Linked DNA regions of Mus musculus: region 1 is linked to region 2. Evidence: chromatin contacts called from public Hi-C data. All regions are on one chromosome and are shown on one strand. The core of a region is the stretch at or near the end of the contact, and the rest is flanking DNA. Distances in the headings are between cores, read along the strand shown. Region 1 holds the start of Dclk1 (doublecortin-like kinase 1). Region 2 has its middle 13 kb from the start of Spg20.

Evidence for each region. Hi-C and Micro-C count contacts between places; a contact is called where the count stands out from the background.
Region 1: a contact with region 2 is called in a Hi-C map of myocytes, with 1.9 times the contacts expected there. The contact joins the promoter of Dclk1 here to the enhancer-like site in region 2. A contact is called at or near these places in 2 of 39 promoter capture datasets (the 3T3-L1 cell line and 3T3-L1-derived adipocytes), 2 of 484 Hi-C or Micro-C datasets (myocytes and neural progenitor cells) and 1 of 9 other capture datasets (liver).

What each region holds. Positions count from the first base shown.
Region 1 is chr3:55,240,381-55,246,898 of GRCm38.p6, reverse strand. It overlaps Dclk1 (doublecortin-like kinase 1), which reads right to left and starts at 4,535. Exons shown (of 17, transcript NM_001195538.2): 1 at 4,148-4,535.
Region 2 is chr3:55,095,788-55,103,162 of GRCm38.p6, reverse strand. No RefSeq gene overlaps it. Among named protein-coding and RNA genes, the nearest start is that of Spg20, 13 kb to the left of the region's middle. Within about 2 kb of position 4,987, at least 42 of the 459 cell types and tissues checked have an H3K27ac peak or open chromatin away from gene starts, as enhancers often do. A contact at or near this core is called in myocytes and neural progenitor cells, where this site is marked.

The DNA of each region.
Region 1 (6,518 bases), core at 3,286-5,785, 140 kb before region 2:
TCCCTCAGGCTGCAGTCACATCCTCTCAAGGTGTCACCCTCCCTATTTATAGGTCGAGAAACCGATGCCTGGAATATTTTCTCTTAAATTTCCCAAAGTAATATAGTTGAGAGATATTTCAACAGAAAACACTCTCTCCCACCCCCACGCTCTAGTTTTGCCTGACTATAATGCTCACTGTGAACTGTGCCCATGTAGTGTGCCAATCCCAGAAGCAGGTTTTAAAAAAAGAAGAGCTTTCATGTACTAAGCAGGGGGTGGAAGGGAAGTGGGGGATCAGATTGTAGAAGCTATAATACGTGTGCATTTCTAAGACCAGGCGGAAAGGAAATTAAACCAATCCAGAGGTTCTATGCACTTAAACATGTATCCCATATGCTAAAATGTGATTTCATCTCAACCCTTTGCTTGTGCTTAGTAATAAAATGGGATAAAAAGAGAAGATGACAAAAAGATGGTCAGAAGAGAGAGAGAGAAGGTAAGATGTAAAAAGAAAGGGAAAGGAGATAGAAGAGGGGGGAAATGTGGTTAAGGGCAGGAAGACACCATTCAGGCTGATGAACACACTTGGCCTCATACCAATTGTATAACCTGAGAAATCTACCTGGTTGGCACCTGTAAGACTCAGTTGCAAACAGGAGTAGGAATAGTATCTACTTCATTATTCATATTCACTGTTAACACCTATAAATCTTGCATATGATGAGTAGTGATTTATTGATGGAAAACACGCCTTCTATTCCTGACCTTGGTACAGAGATTACCAGGGGAAACAAAACCATCTACTACCTGTTTGAAAGGCAGGCATCTGCTTATTGGATAAATCCACTCTTGCTAGAAGCGAAGTGATAAAGAATTGTCATCCTTGAAGGAATATCTGTGTTTCAACACAACAATCTAGAAAGTCGGAAAGCCTACATCATAAGAATACGTCTTACATGACAAGATTTCAGGCACACTGAAATAGGCTATACGTGAGGTAGAACTCCGAAGGAAGAACAAAAGCTCCTGCTACTTCCCAAGTCACTGATGTGAAGTTCAACCCAAACTCAACAAAACTTCTGCTTCTTCTTGTGACTTTTCCTTCACCTTCAGCAAACTGGCCCCTGAGCCGCTCAGAGAGAGTAAAGTTTACTTCTCAGTTGAAACGTCCATTTAATTTAAAATGTGTATAAACAGAGCATTATGGGCCATCCTCGGCCACAAATACTAAGTTCAAGGCTAACCTGGGCTACATGAGACCCTGTCTCAAAAAGCTCTAATTTAATACTTAATCGTTAATTATCTAAAACTTGTAATAAGAAAATTCACAGTGAAATCATAGTGAGAGAATTTGTAGAAATCATTCCAAAAAATGAATCAAGTAAAAGAAAGCAATATTGATGACTTGACGATTCAATGACCAGTTAGTTCTCTGAGAGAAGAGACATAAACAGAACCCTCTTCTAAAACTCACACAGCTCCAACAAGGCGTGTAGTCTCATCAAAGCTAGGTCTGGGAAACAGGGTTGACCCAGAGTGTCCCAGTTACAAATGAGGAGTTGGATTTTCAAGTTCTTTTAATCGGGATTCCAAAGTCGGTGCTCTTGGTCTCCAGCCCCATGACACTAGGTTCTGTTCCCATGGGAAGCATGGACTTTGAAGCCACCACACCTGCCTAGGCTTTCTCCTGGACATCTCTCTTCTGTTGTTAACTCCACTGAGAGGAATTAAAACCCTTAGTGTGAGTTAGGAGTATCTTCACTTCAAGCAGAAAAGCCATCTCTCGTGCCTCATAAACAAGCCATTGTCACCTAATTCTGCATCTTTATAAAAGCTATACCAGCCATGGAGTGGTTTTGTTGGGTTTGTAAGTAAATAACTTCAAAATAGTCACCACTGGGACCAGTCCCATTGGTATTAGCTGCATAACAGAACCCAAATTCTGCTTTGATATTGGTATCTGCTCCTACTTTGTTCATATATTTGTTAAGCAGTCAGTCTTCAAAAAGGCATGTGGGTTGATCGAGGAAGGGGATGGAGGAGATTGCAAAGCTATGCCCACACACTAAGCTCACCAGAACTTTAATGGTAAATGCCAAGGTGACTTTTGGTTGCATTTGTTTTCTTTTTAAAGGCACTGGCCATCCTTCCATTCCTAGGGGCTTCCTCCAAAGTTGACTTATGCAAAAAGGAAATAAGGAGGAACCTAGCAAAAGAGTGACACTGTTATGTGACCAGAAATGGCAGACATCAACTTCCAAGGGTCTTCAGTGGTTCACAATTGGCAAAATCCAAAAAAAAAAAAAAAAAAAGTTTTGGCAGCAATTCAAACTGGGAATGCTTTTAGGATCAAGATTCCACACTAAATGATAGAAAATCTATTTAAAACAGAAGGTTTTGCTCATTTTAGTAACAGGTTCACCCAGGGCAGGCATTACATTCCCTGCTCCCCACCCATGAGCAGGCAGTGATGGGACCAGCATGGCAGAGCTATGCTCGAAGTGAAATAACTGCCAACCCCACAGCTTCCACTAACTGAAAGCCAAGGCCCGCTGCGCACACTTCAGTCTTCTGGGAATCATGTGTGGAATGAAAACAGGTGCCCTCCCCTCGCCTCTGCTGGCTCGGCTTTCAGAGTCTTAGTCACACATGTGAACTAAGAACTCTAGAAGAAAATTCTCCGGGCTCCCACAGGTTCACACTTCCTATACAGGAAGCTAGCTAGAACACACTTGGCCAGCATTTGCAGAGCATGGGAGGATAGAAGTCTCTGGATACAAATGTGGGCACCAAGAAGGTGCTCAGAGCCCTCAGCCACAGAGACTACAAACTGTGGGTGGGGAAGAGCATGGACTTTTATCATACTCTACAAATATTACAAAGCCAGAGAAGCAGTGTTGCTCGTTGTGGGGTTTCTCACCATTCTAAGGAATATTATATTCACCTTTCTGTGAATGAGCTCCCATTTCATCAATTTTAGAAACACACACACACACACACACACACACACACACACACACACACACACACACGTCTAGCATAAATCCACGCCATCACACATGGAAATCCCAAAGCATATTTTAGCAGTTGGATTAGGATTCAGGTGGATAGAGAGGTATGGAATAAAAGACATGCATGTGTTTCTCCGGAGTGCACGCACCACCCAAGCCAGCACATCACAGGATGTGGGAACATCTTTTAAATGTTCTTACATATAACCTCTCTTGAAATCCCTCCTAACCTGCATTCATGAAACATTCCATACCTAAAACGCTGCCCTACTTTCCTTTCCCATTGAAAGGCGATATATTTAGGAACAGTCATGACACGGTCGTTCCCCACCCCCCCCCCGCCCCCTTCGGAACACCCTGCAGTGTGGCAGCTGAGCGCGCGTGCACAGTAACCTGGGCACACATTCACAGGTGCAGTCAGAGAGGGAGCCCTGTTTGAATGAAATCTTCTTGTTACTTCTCTCACCCACAAGGATTTCCTTGCCAAATCCAGTGGCGATGCCTCAGAAACCTGATTTTCAAAAGCAGCCTCTTTTGTGGGGCAATGCGGCGCTGTGTGTGCGCTCCCCCTAGGAGGAAAATGTCTTTTCCTCTCTGCATGCTTTTAGCACTGCAGGTACTAATTCGTACACAAGGCTTCCTGGCTGTCCCCAGAGGAACTTGAGACCATGCAAAAAGGTACTTGCAACGCCTACACTGCAGCCCCCATCACCAGGCACATGCCACCCTCCTGGGCACTCGGGAAAGCATGCACACAATAAGAGGCCAGGCCCAGCCACTCCTTCCTTGCCCACTTGGTCCTAGCTCCACAGTCAATCCTGACAATGACAAGCGCCTCTCCCAGCTCCTCCGCGGCTCTCTATCTCCAACAACAAGGGGATGGAAAGCCTTGGAGGGCCCAACCCGCCAGACTCCCTATTTAAAGCCGGTGGCACCAGACAAAAGAGGCAGGAGCCAGCAACCCTGGGGCCGCGGGCACACAACGCTTCCTGGCCGGACCAAACTAGCCAGCCCAGAGCAGCCGTCTTTCGAGGAACGGCGGGCGGGGCGGCTGCTGCCCAGTGGGGTCCATCCTGGCCAGGGCTTCCAGGGCTGCGGTCAGACGGCACCACGGGGCCTGCCCGCACCTTCCCCAGCCCAGGCAAAGCACGCACCGGTCGCGGGTGGAGGCTGGGTTGTCTGTGGCCGGCTGCTGGAGCTGTCCTCGCCGGGCTGGGCGCGGCTGGGGCTGCGGAGCACGAGCGTCTGGAAGCTGCGACCGCTAGTGCACTGATGCGCTGGAGCTGGTCCTCATTGAAATGCGGTTCTCCGCTCAGCCTCACTCCAGCCTCTCTCCCGAGGAGGGCGGTGGCGCGCAAGCTTTTCTTGTGTCTCACTCGCTCACATGCCCTCCCTTCTCCCTCCTTCTCCTGCTCCGCCCTCCGCCCTCCTTGGCAGGGCGCGCCCACCGTGGCTGAGTCCAGGGTCCTCCCTCCTCTAGCCAGGCTTCTGGTTGCAATGGTCTTGGTAATCTGGATTGCCTGGACACCCCTCCGCTCCCAAGCCTCCCCAGTCGCTAGAAGGACTTGCCAGAGGATGGGGGCAGATTGGTTGGTGGCTCAGGGAACTGAGAAAGAATATCGATAGAGATGAATCTGAAGCAGGTCATGTGCTGGGCAGAGAAGTGGTCCAGTATTGAGGTCGCCTTCATCAAAGGAGACCAGAGGAACTCACCCACCTACCCACACACCCCTACATCTTTTCATTTGGCATTGTGGTTTGACACGCCCTTCCCAGGAATAGGGAAGCCAGTAGGATTGCCCCTCAAAACTGCTTTTTCTGAACTGTCCTGGGAGACCAGATCTGGACCCTTCAAACTAAGCAATGTAAAGTAATCCTCAGTCTCCCTACTTGGGGAGGGCCACGTTCCACTCGTCATTCGCGATTGACCCCAAGACATGAGTCACTGTTGAGATGGTGGCCTCCTGCTTAGGGCTTTATTTCACAATAAGCTTTTGATAACTTAAGGCCACACTTAGACTGCTCTTGGAGGCCTCTTGGCTGCAAGACTGGCAGTCTGTCAGGGTGGAAAGTCCCATAAGCTTACACAAGCCTTCCCTCCCCGAACAAGAATGTTCTCAGAACCCAGATGTTCACAGCTTCCACTGGATACAATTCTGGGGACTGGGACCCCATCCCAGGTATCTCTGAAACATTTGCATGGCTCAGTATGCAGCCTAAATATATATATTTAAAAGTCATTAGACAATACATAGACACATGCCAATATATGTATTTGTTTGTCTTACTGACTCTGGGCTGCTCAATAAAAAACACAAAATTAATTTTTTCTGCCCACTGGGTCCAGTTATGTATTTTACTATTTATTGTTACTAAAAGTTATTCTGAAATTCTCCTGAAGTATTCTGTTCATGCTGATTACCCTTTGTTAGAAAATGCAGCCAACTGGGATATGTATTACATATTCAATAAATGATGAGATATCTACTTCTGAGCTACTCAAGAGGCCAGAGATGAGTGTAGAATGCACTCACCAAATTAACTAGATGCAAAGTCCCACGCTCTGCTTCTTCAAATTCTAGTGCAAAAGTAAGGCTCAGAGCTAAGCCAAGAGATGGACACCAAACAAGTCTGTTTCATTGAGACCAGAAATCAAGACCTCCACTTATCTTGCCAGTGAGAAGTCCCCAGTGATTTCTTCCAAGTGTGTGACTAATAGAGATCCTACCTCGAACCTCCCCCCAGTGGACATGCTGTCAAGGTCATTTCATTTTATAAATGACTTATTTATCTCAATTTTATGTGTATGAATGTTTGCCTACATGTATGTATGCATAGCACATGTGTGCAGTGCTCCTGGAGACCAGGAGAGGATGTGGTATCCCCTAGAGCTGGAGTTGCAGGTGTTTGTAAGCCACTGTGTGGGTGCTGGGAACTGAACCCAGGTCCTCTGCAAATGTAACAAGAGCTCCTACCCACTGAGCCATCTCTCCAGCCTCCTCGAGGTAATTTATTAAGCATTTTATATGACTTAACCGTATCTTACCATGGTCCTAGTGTTACAGGGTCTGCTTAAATCCATCATAACTCAAACACCAGGTCAATGAAGAAGACAAAAATGTATTGTAATCAAGTTGCTACTGGTCAATCAGGACCTCAGAAAAGACTCAGGAGCTGAACTGAAGCAAAGAGCCAGAATATCACAGGATATTTAAGCTCACATCTCATAAACACCTACGCCAAGTTATTATTACAGTTTTTCACCAATTAGTATAGGAGTAGGCTCTTGGGTCTGGGAATATTACCTTAGGTTAACCCAGATAGCAAGATGGAGTTGTCCTTGAAATATCTGAATTCAGACAACTGTCTCCTGAGATATTTGGATTCAGACAAGTGTATCCTTTCAATAGAAGCTGTTCAGCTATTGGGAAGTCCCCAGTTCCCCTAGAGCCTAGAACCTTGAATTTAGTTTGCCCCTGTGGTTAAATGGGAGTCTAAAAACAAAATGGCAGTATTTAGAACAAG
Region 2 (7,375 bases), core at 3,738-6,237:
AAACTCACTATCCTCCTCCTTACATCTGAGGCACTGGAATGACAGCTAGCTATTAAAAAATATTTTTAAATGTGTATGAGTGTGTGCCTGCATGTGTGTCTAGGTACTACATGCATGCAGTGCTCATAGAGACCAGAAGAGGGCGTTAGATCCTCTGAAACAAGAGTTACAGATGGTTATGAGCTGCCATGTGGGCACTGAAAACTGAACCCAAGGTCCTCTGCAAGAATAGTCAGTGCCTTTAATTGCTGAGACATCTCTCTAGCTCCTCTTGGAGGGTCTAGATAGAAAGCAATACATACTGATTAAAAGTCTTGGATTTTAAATAAAATTATTGGTTATAAGTAAAGATAATGAAAATATTTCTGCCTGTGTGACACTGGAATGATCTCTGCAGGCCCTGTGAACACTGGCCTTTGCAGAAAGTGGTGGTGTGGCCCAGCCTCACTAGGCACACAGGGCCAACATTAGCCACGAGAGAGCCTCAGAGGGCAGAGCTTCTGTGACTCCATATCTCAGGGGTCGAAACTGACACAATGTTTTTCCCAGACCTGTTAGACAAGTGATTCATCTATTGAAGAAATGTGTCTGACATCATATTCTGAAAGAGACGTTCCTGTCCGACAGGCCCTGTGAGGAGCGGGTGTGGCAGCAGTCCCAAGATGGCGCCCAGGACTGCAGCTAAGTCTTATGACTTGCACCTGACTTCCTCATACACCTGAAAATAAGCCACAACCATCGTGAGAGCTGCGCAGGTGCACCATGATACTGGCAAATCCATATTTGGTGGAGACATGCCCCTGCCGCCCTGATTAGCTAAAGCTGCGTGCCTGGTGAGGTGACGTGGCCTGCCGTGAGTGGATGGGGGCTGAGAGTATATAAGAGTGAGAGGCCCGGGTTAGAGAGAGAAGGAAGAGAGATAAAGTTGAAGCGAGAGAGATGAAGACTGAAGTTTGCTGAATAAACTGCTGTTAGAAGGACTGGTGGTCGTGTCGTTCTTGCTGGTCGAGAGCGGACACGACAAGGCCCAGGTATCTGAATGCAGACAGCAGACTTCCTTTCTCTCCCCTGAGCTCTCCCTGCGCTCAGCTCTTCTCAGGAGGCCCAGCGGGGCTCAACACAAAGCCCCAGAGCTGTGTTGACATCTGAGATAGCCCACAATTACCCAGCCTGGTGCCTCTCAGCCTGTAGTCAACAGGGAGAAGGGAACCTTTGTTTGTTTGTTTGTTTTGTTTTTAGAGACCGTTTTTTTGTTCATGGGTAATTTTAAACGACAGTTTATTGTTGCAGGGTTGCTTTTGGCTACTAGGTTGTTTTCTAGCACACTGTCAGGACTTGTTCTCTGTTGCTTTGTGAAGATGAGTGGAGTGGAAAGACAAAACTGAATTGGGGATGTTTTTCGTCCTTGATGTACCTATGCTACACCCACTCCAGTAGTGACTCGCATGACAGGTCTAGAAACCTGGACCAAGTCCTGAGGCGACAAGTTCATGGAAACTTAGTCTCTTAGAACCGTGGCATCCTGTAAAACGAATGCTCTAATTCTGTCCTTTCGTTAGTCGGGTGTATGGATCAGGCATCTCAGTTTGCCAGATAGAAATCTCAGGGCAAGCTTAGCAAAGTATACTTAGAATCTTCATTACAGTCAGGTATGGCAGACTGCCTATTAGAAGAAAGTTGGTGAGTTCTTCTGACAAATGGAGATTCCCTACAGATACTTAAAAGAGCAGTCAAGTTACTCTCATATGCAAGAATTTACCATGGCCTAGGAAGAAGGGGGGGTGTAGTTTAAGGAGGAACTACAGTATTGCATTATTCATGAAAAGGCCAGCAAGAGCACCCCCTAGTGCAAGCTTTCACAAGGCTCAAAGTTGAAATCCTCTCCTGGCCCCTGTCATTAGCTGACTCTAGGCAGGGCTGCTTTTAATTCTTTACTGTAAACATTGCCTGGTTCCTGCCAGTCCTTTGAAGACATTCCTCTTTTGTGTCAGATAACTTCAATGCACCTTGCCTGCTGTGACAACCTACTTTTTTGTTTTCTTCTGTATACATATATTATATATATGTGTATATATGTATGCATTTCTTCTGAATATATATTATATATATATGATACTAACTTTGACAAAATTACATCCAGATACCACACTCCCTTGTGCCCATGTCTGTCACCCTGCCGACTCCTGCCACCTAACTGAGGCTCGTCCTCGGCATACCTACACTTGACATCTTTTAAAAAATGCCAGCATGGGCCTAGAGAGATGGTTCTCAAGAGCACTTGCTGCTCTTGCAGAGGACACAGGTTCTATTTCCAGCTCCTAACCATTCGTAATCCTGGTTCCAGGGGATTCAATGCCTTGTGGTTGCTGAAGGCATCAGGCACTGCTATGTGCATGACAAACACTCATACACACAAAATAAGGATAAATCTTCCAAAAATAATAAAAATACAGTCAGATTTACTAAGGCTGGGGAAGGGCCTGACGGTGTGCACTTTGAGGTGACCCTGGAGTCCTGGGGGAGGTGGGGGTGGTGCTTGATGCACAGTCGGTATTCTAAGTGACATGGAACCCAGGGAACTTCTTACAGGTGCTGGTCTATAAGAATGTGACAATCACAGGACTTTCTTCTGAAAACTATAAGCATCTTAAAGATCTCTAGTTGACTTTCTTTCTTCTCTTATTACCTTTTCTGTGGAAGTGCGTAACTAGAACTGCATTCTTTCCCAAAGTCCAGAGATCAGGAGTTAACTAACACCCCCCCCCAACACACACACACACACACACACATACACTCTACCTTCATCCCCCAACTCATCAATGGGGAGATGCTGTGTGGTCTAGTCTCATTCCTCTTTAACTTTACCCATCAAATCTTATAGCCCCTGCCTGTCTCTTTATAAACGAAACAAGCAAACAAACAAAGTGTTGAGTGATCAGAGTGTTCCAGTTGTGTTGGTTTGTGTGTTTAGTCACTTTCTTATGAAATTAGTCTGCAATTGGATCGGCACAGAAGATGACTGTGACATAACATCACACACAGTACATTGTTTGACACCCTCCAGCAGGCTCAGAGCAGTCCTGTCCCAGCATGCCAGCATAGCCCATGTCCCAGAACATCCACAGGTCAGCACTGAAGCCCTGGGTCTCCCTTTTATTTTGAAATAAAGGCTTTAAGAAAACGCAATTGAGCCGGGTGTGGTGGTGCACGCCTTTGATCCCAGCACTTGGGAGGCAGAGGCAGGCAGATTTCTGAGTTCGAGGCCAGCCTGGTCTACAAAGTGAGTTCCAGGACAGCCAGGGCTACACAGAGAAACCCTGTCTCAAAAAAAAAAGAAAAGAAAAGAAAAGAAAAGAAAAGAAAAGAAAAGAAAAGAAAAGGCAATTGATACAATCTCTGCCTAGGCTTCCCAGGGCTTTCTTCAAAGAGAACATTCAACATAGCCGTGGGACATGCTTAACACCAAGACATTCATGCTGGCTCAGGACTAGTAACTAAACTTTGCATTAATATTTTTATGTACAGTCATATTTTTGAAGGGAGAGGTAAATATATATCACTCTGAAAAAAGTACCACCACATTCGGGGGGTAGAGATTCACCTTTCTATTTCTCTCTGTCCTTATCTCTTCCCACAAAGAGCCACCATTAATCCCTTCGAGTTCCTCCATCAAAGTGTCTTTAGAGTCCCTCACTCTTCTAGGGCATTTTCCACCTCTCTTGTGGATTTTTCTAAAAGCCTTCCCCCTCTGCACTCTAAATGGCTCCTTTTCCTTTCCTCGTGTGACCAACGTTTGCTGAACACAAGGCCTTCATGCCAGGCTCCTGCTTTAGTGACTTGCGCTGCCAGGAAAAGAAATCTATTGCTTCTGAAAAATTTCTGAAGCCTCAATAAACGGAGCCGACTTCCCATGATGCCTTTACTCCACTCTCTGCTCTGCTCTCGGCCACGCCCTGACCGCAGCTGCCCAGGGCAGACTTGGAGACCCAGCTGCCTGCTGGCTAAGTTTCTCAAATGCCACACATTCCGTGGAACTGGATCCCCACTCCATCAAAATTGTCACACAGGGCTCACTACCCCGCGCCCCCTTCAGTGCTACCCTTAGCTTCTGTGTCTCCCTGTACCCTCTTCCTTCCTCAGTTATTTCAAGGATAATTACAAGGAATCCATCAATGCCCGTATTCTGCTTATGAGAATAAGAATTTAGCTGAAATTCTAAGCCTGGCTGAGTTCTAAAAAATATCACTTACAAAAGGCTGGAGACCAATGCATTTTCTCTTTAAAATCGTTTACCCACCAGGCTGGAGAGACAGCTGGTGGCTACTAAGGTCACTGGCTGCTCTTGCAGAGGGCCTGGGTTCAGTTCCCAGCACCCACATAGCAGCTCGCATACACCTGTAATTCCCTTTCCAGGGGATCAGACTTTCTCTTCTGGCCTCTGTGAATACTATATGGGCATGGTACACAGACTTGTGAACAGGCAAAACACCAGGACACATAAAAATAAACAAACCTTACAAAAACATAGTTTACCTGGGACAAGAACCATTTTGTAAGCTCCTTTTAAAGAGGGGTTCTGGGCCAAGATGGAGTGAATAGATGTGAATAGTATAAGCACTGGTACAGACATCTGGTACAGGGCTCAGTGACATTTAAATGCAATAAGAATGAATTATTAAGTACAATACTCATTTACCTCAGATAGCATAAGCTGTATGAATTACTTGTTTCCTGTTTTCATACTAATACAAGTTAGATCTTAGCATTACACACAAGGAAAATATTGAAAAAGTTCATAATTCCTTGCTACCAGCTGGTGCTCCTGGCTAACTCTCCAAGGTCATTGGCATTCCTTTATAGGGGACAGTGAGCTGGGAATATTTTTAATGTCTCAACAACATGAGATTCTTTGCTTTGTCTGTCCCCTCCGCCCTCCCTCCCTCCTAGGTTGCTGACACATTAGCTACCCTTTCAGTGGCTGAGCATGCAGGAATGAACAGCACAGCAGGTCCCCTGCTGTCAGCGGGATGAGTGCACTGAGCAGATGGAGGCAGAAGAGCCATTGATTAAGAATACTTAATTTTTCAAAGTCATGTTTATTAATCACAACAATTTTTTTTTTTTTTTTTTTTGCTTTTCTGTAATTCCTAAGATGCTTCTGTCCAGATATTTTCACTGTCTCCTCATGTAAGAAGTACCGGCGAGAAGTTATTTCTAATTTGCTGTTCATGTGCCCTTCCTAATAAACTGTGAATGTAATCAGTTGACATTTCTACAGTGCTCAGTATTGAAGCCAGTCTCTGACTGTAATGCTTTCTTTCATTTCTGAGGGCAAAAGCAAAACTCCATACGATACTGCATATCATCATTAAAGAATACTGTTGCAGTTTTTCTCTATACACATCTTCTTTTCTCTAAAATAAACCAGCTACTGATTTGCTTCCAAGGTCATCTGCCTCCTGTCCTTTCTCTCTCTCTCTCTCTCTCTCTCTCTCTCTCTCTCTCTCTCTCTCTCTCTCATGCCAACATTTTGTCTACTTCATAATTGTACTGAGACTTTAAACAGCAATGAATGGGCACAATGAAAGTCGTAGCACCCATTAAGCCATCCAGTCTCTTAATGATTGTGGCAGTCAGAAAATTAGGAGAATTTTTAGTACTTCTTCACTCTATGCCTCCAAATCCTGCTGTGATTTTTACAGATCCTCCCCGCCCCCTCTTCTGAGTTTTAAGTTTCATTTGGAACCATGACTGCCACACCCCAGCTGTGACAAATGCTTGGATTTTGGTTTGGAGCATGGCCAGTCCCAGTTGCTTCCCTAGGGAATCATAGAAGATCCCTTTGCCAGACTTAAAGAAGAGAAGCATAGGAGTCAGACTCAGCAGCAGCCTTTGTCTCAGGTGGCTTTACCATGATCTCCAGGTCACTCATTAGCTTTGCAAAGGCAGGGTCTGGAGAGGTGTCTCAGCAGCTAAAGTTCCTGGTTGCTCTCCCAGAGGGCTAGTGTTCAGTTCCCAGCATCCACGTGGATGCTCACAATTATCTGTGACTCTAGTTCCAAGGGATGCCCTCTTCTGGCCTCCTTGGGTTCCAGGCATCATATGGTACATACTCATACATGCAAGCGAACAATCATATATATGTGTGCATGTGTGTGTGTGTGTATGATGTGTATGTATATATTATACACACACACACATATAATAAAAATAAGTGGTGAAAGTAAAAGAAAAAAAACACTGCATTCTTAGGACCCATGAAATCCCGTTTTTATATTGCTAATGTCCTTTCAGACTTTCTCAAAATTTCTGTGTTTACACAGGAGCCCTCACTGTGCACAAGGCAGTGAACTCAGATTGCATATGAAAACATGGACCCAGCGCTGTGAGCCCTTTCTTATCTTCTAGACAGAAGCATAGTAGAAGATAGACAGAGATTCAGCCCTAAAAATAAAGCTGCCTACCCCTTAAATAAAGGGACAGAGGGCATGGGCAAAACAATTGAAATGGCGAGAATATCCACTAAGAGAATATCCACTGGCTTATGGTTCCCTACCAGAGTTGGAGTGAGTCACATGAGGAAGGGGGCAGGGTGATGTGGAGCCTGGCCTTGGGGAAACAAGGAAAGAGACTGAAAAGGCTCTTTCATTCTCCTGGCAGAGGCAGCCTTGCAGCTGGGGCCCCTACCGCTCTGATGATACCCTGCTGGCTGGTGGCCTCTTGAGAGAGCCTGGTAGAGACTGGTCTTAACCCCAGTCTCTGGTAATGGGGGACGCAGTTTAAAATGACCACCCAGCAAGTCAAGAATATCTAATCGACCTAAATTTTAACTTCACAGCCTGTTTTTTTGAGACCCAGGAGAGTAGCTCCAGGCTATTCACAGTGATAGCAAAACCCGAGTCTGCTCAAATCCCTCGTGTAAAATGGCTTGGTATTTGCATTGAGTCCAAAATTTATTCAGCTGTAGCAGCCATCATCTGAAATTTGATATCTGAAACATTCCAAAAACCCTTAACTTTTTGAGCACTCACTGCTGCCCCAAATGGACTGTGCTTTTTACAAACTCAAAGACTTCATGTAAACCCGAGACTTTCTTGCTGAAAAACTACATTTCCCAGCTTCCCTTGCGGATTATGGAACTCTTATCCACTCTTGTAAGGGTCCTTGTCAGTCTTAACTTTTTTTATCCTCTGCATCCCTTACTGTGGATAAACAGGGTTCCCACCCCAGGTAAGACCAAAACTTTCTTTCTTTGCCTTCATCTTTCTATGGCAGCTTTAATATAATCTTACATATAGTGCCGACGATCCTGGATGAAATCGGAGACTAATAGTGGCTCAAGCCTACTCATAGAAAACCTCCCTGGGTCTCATAG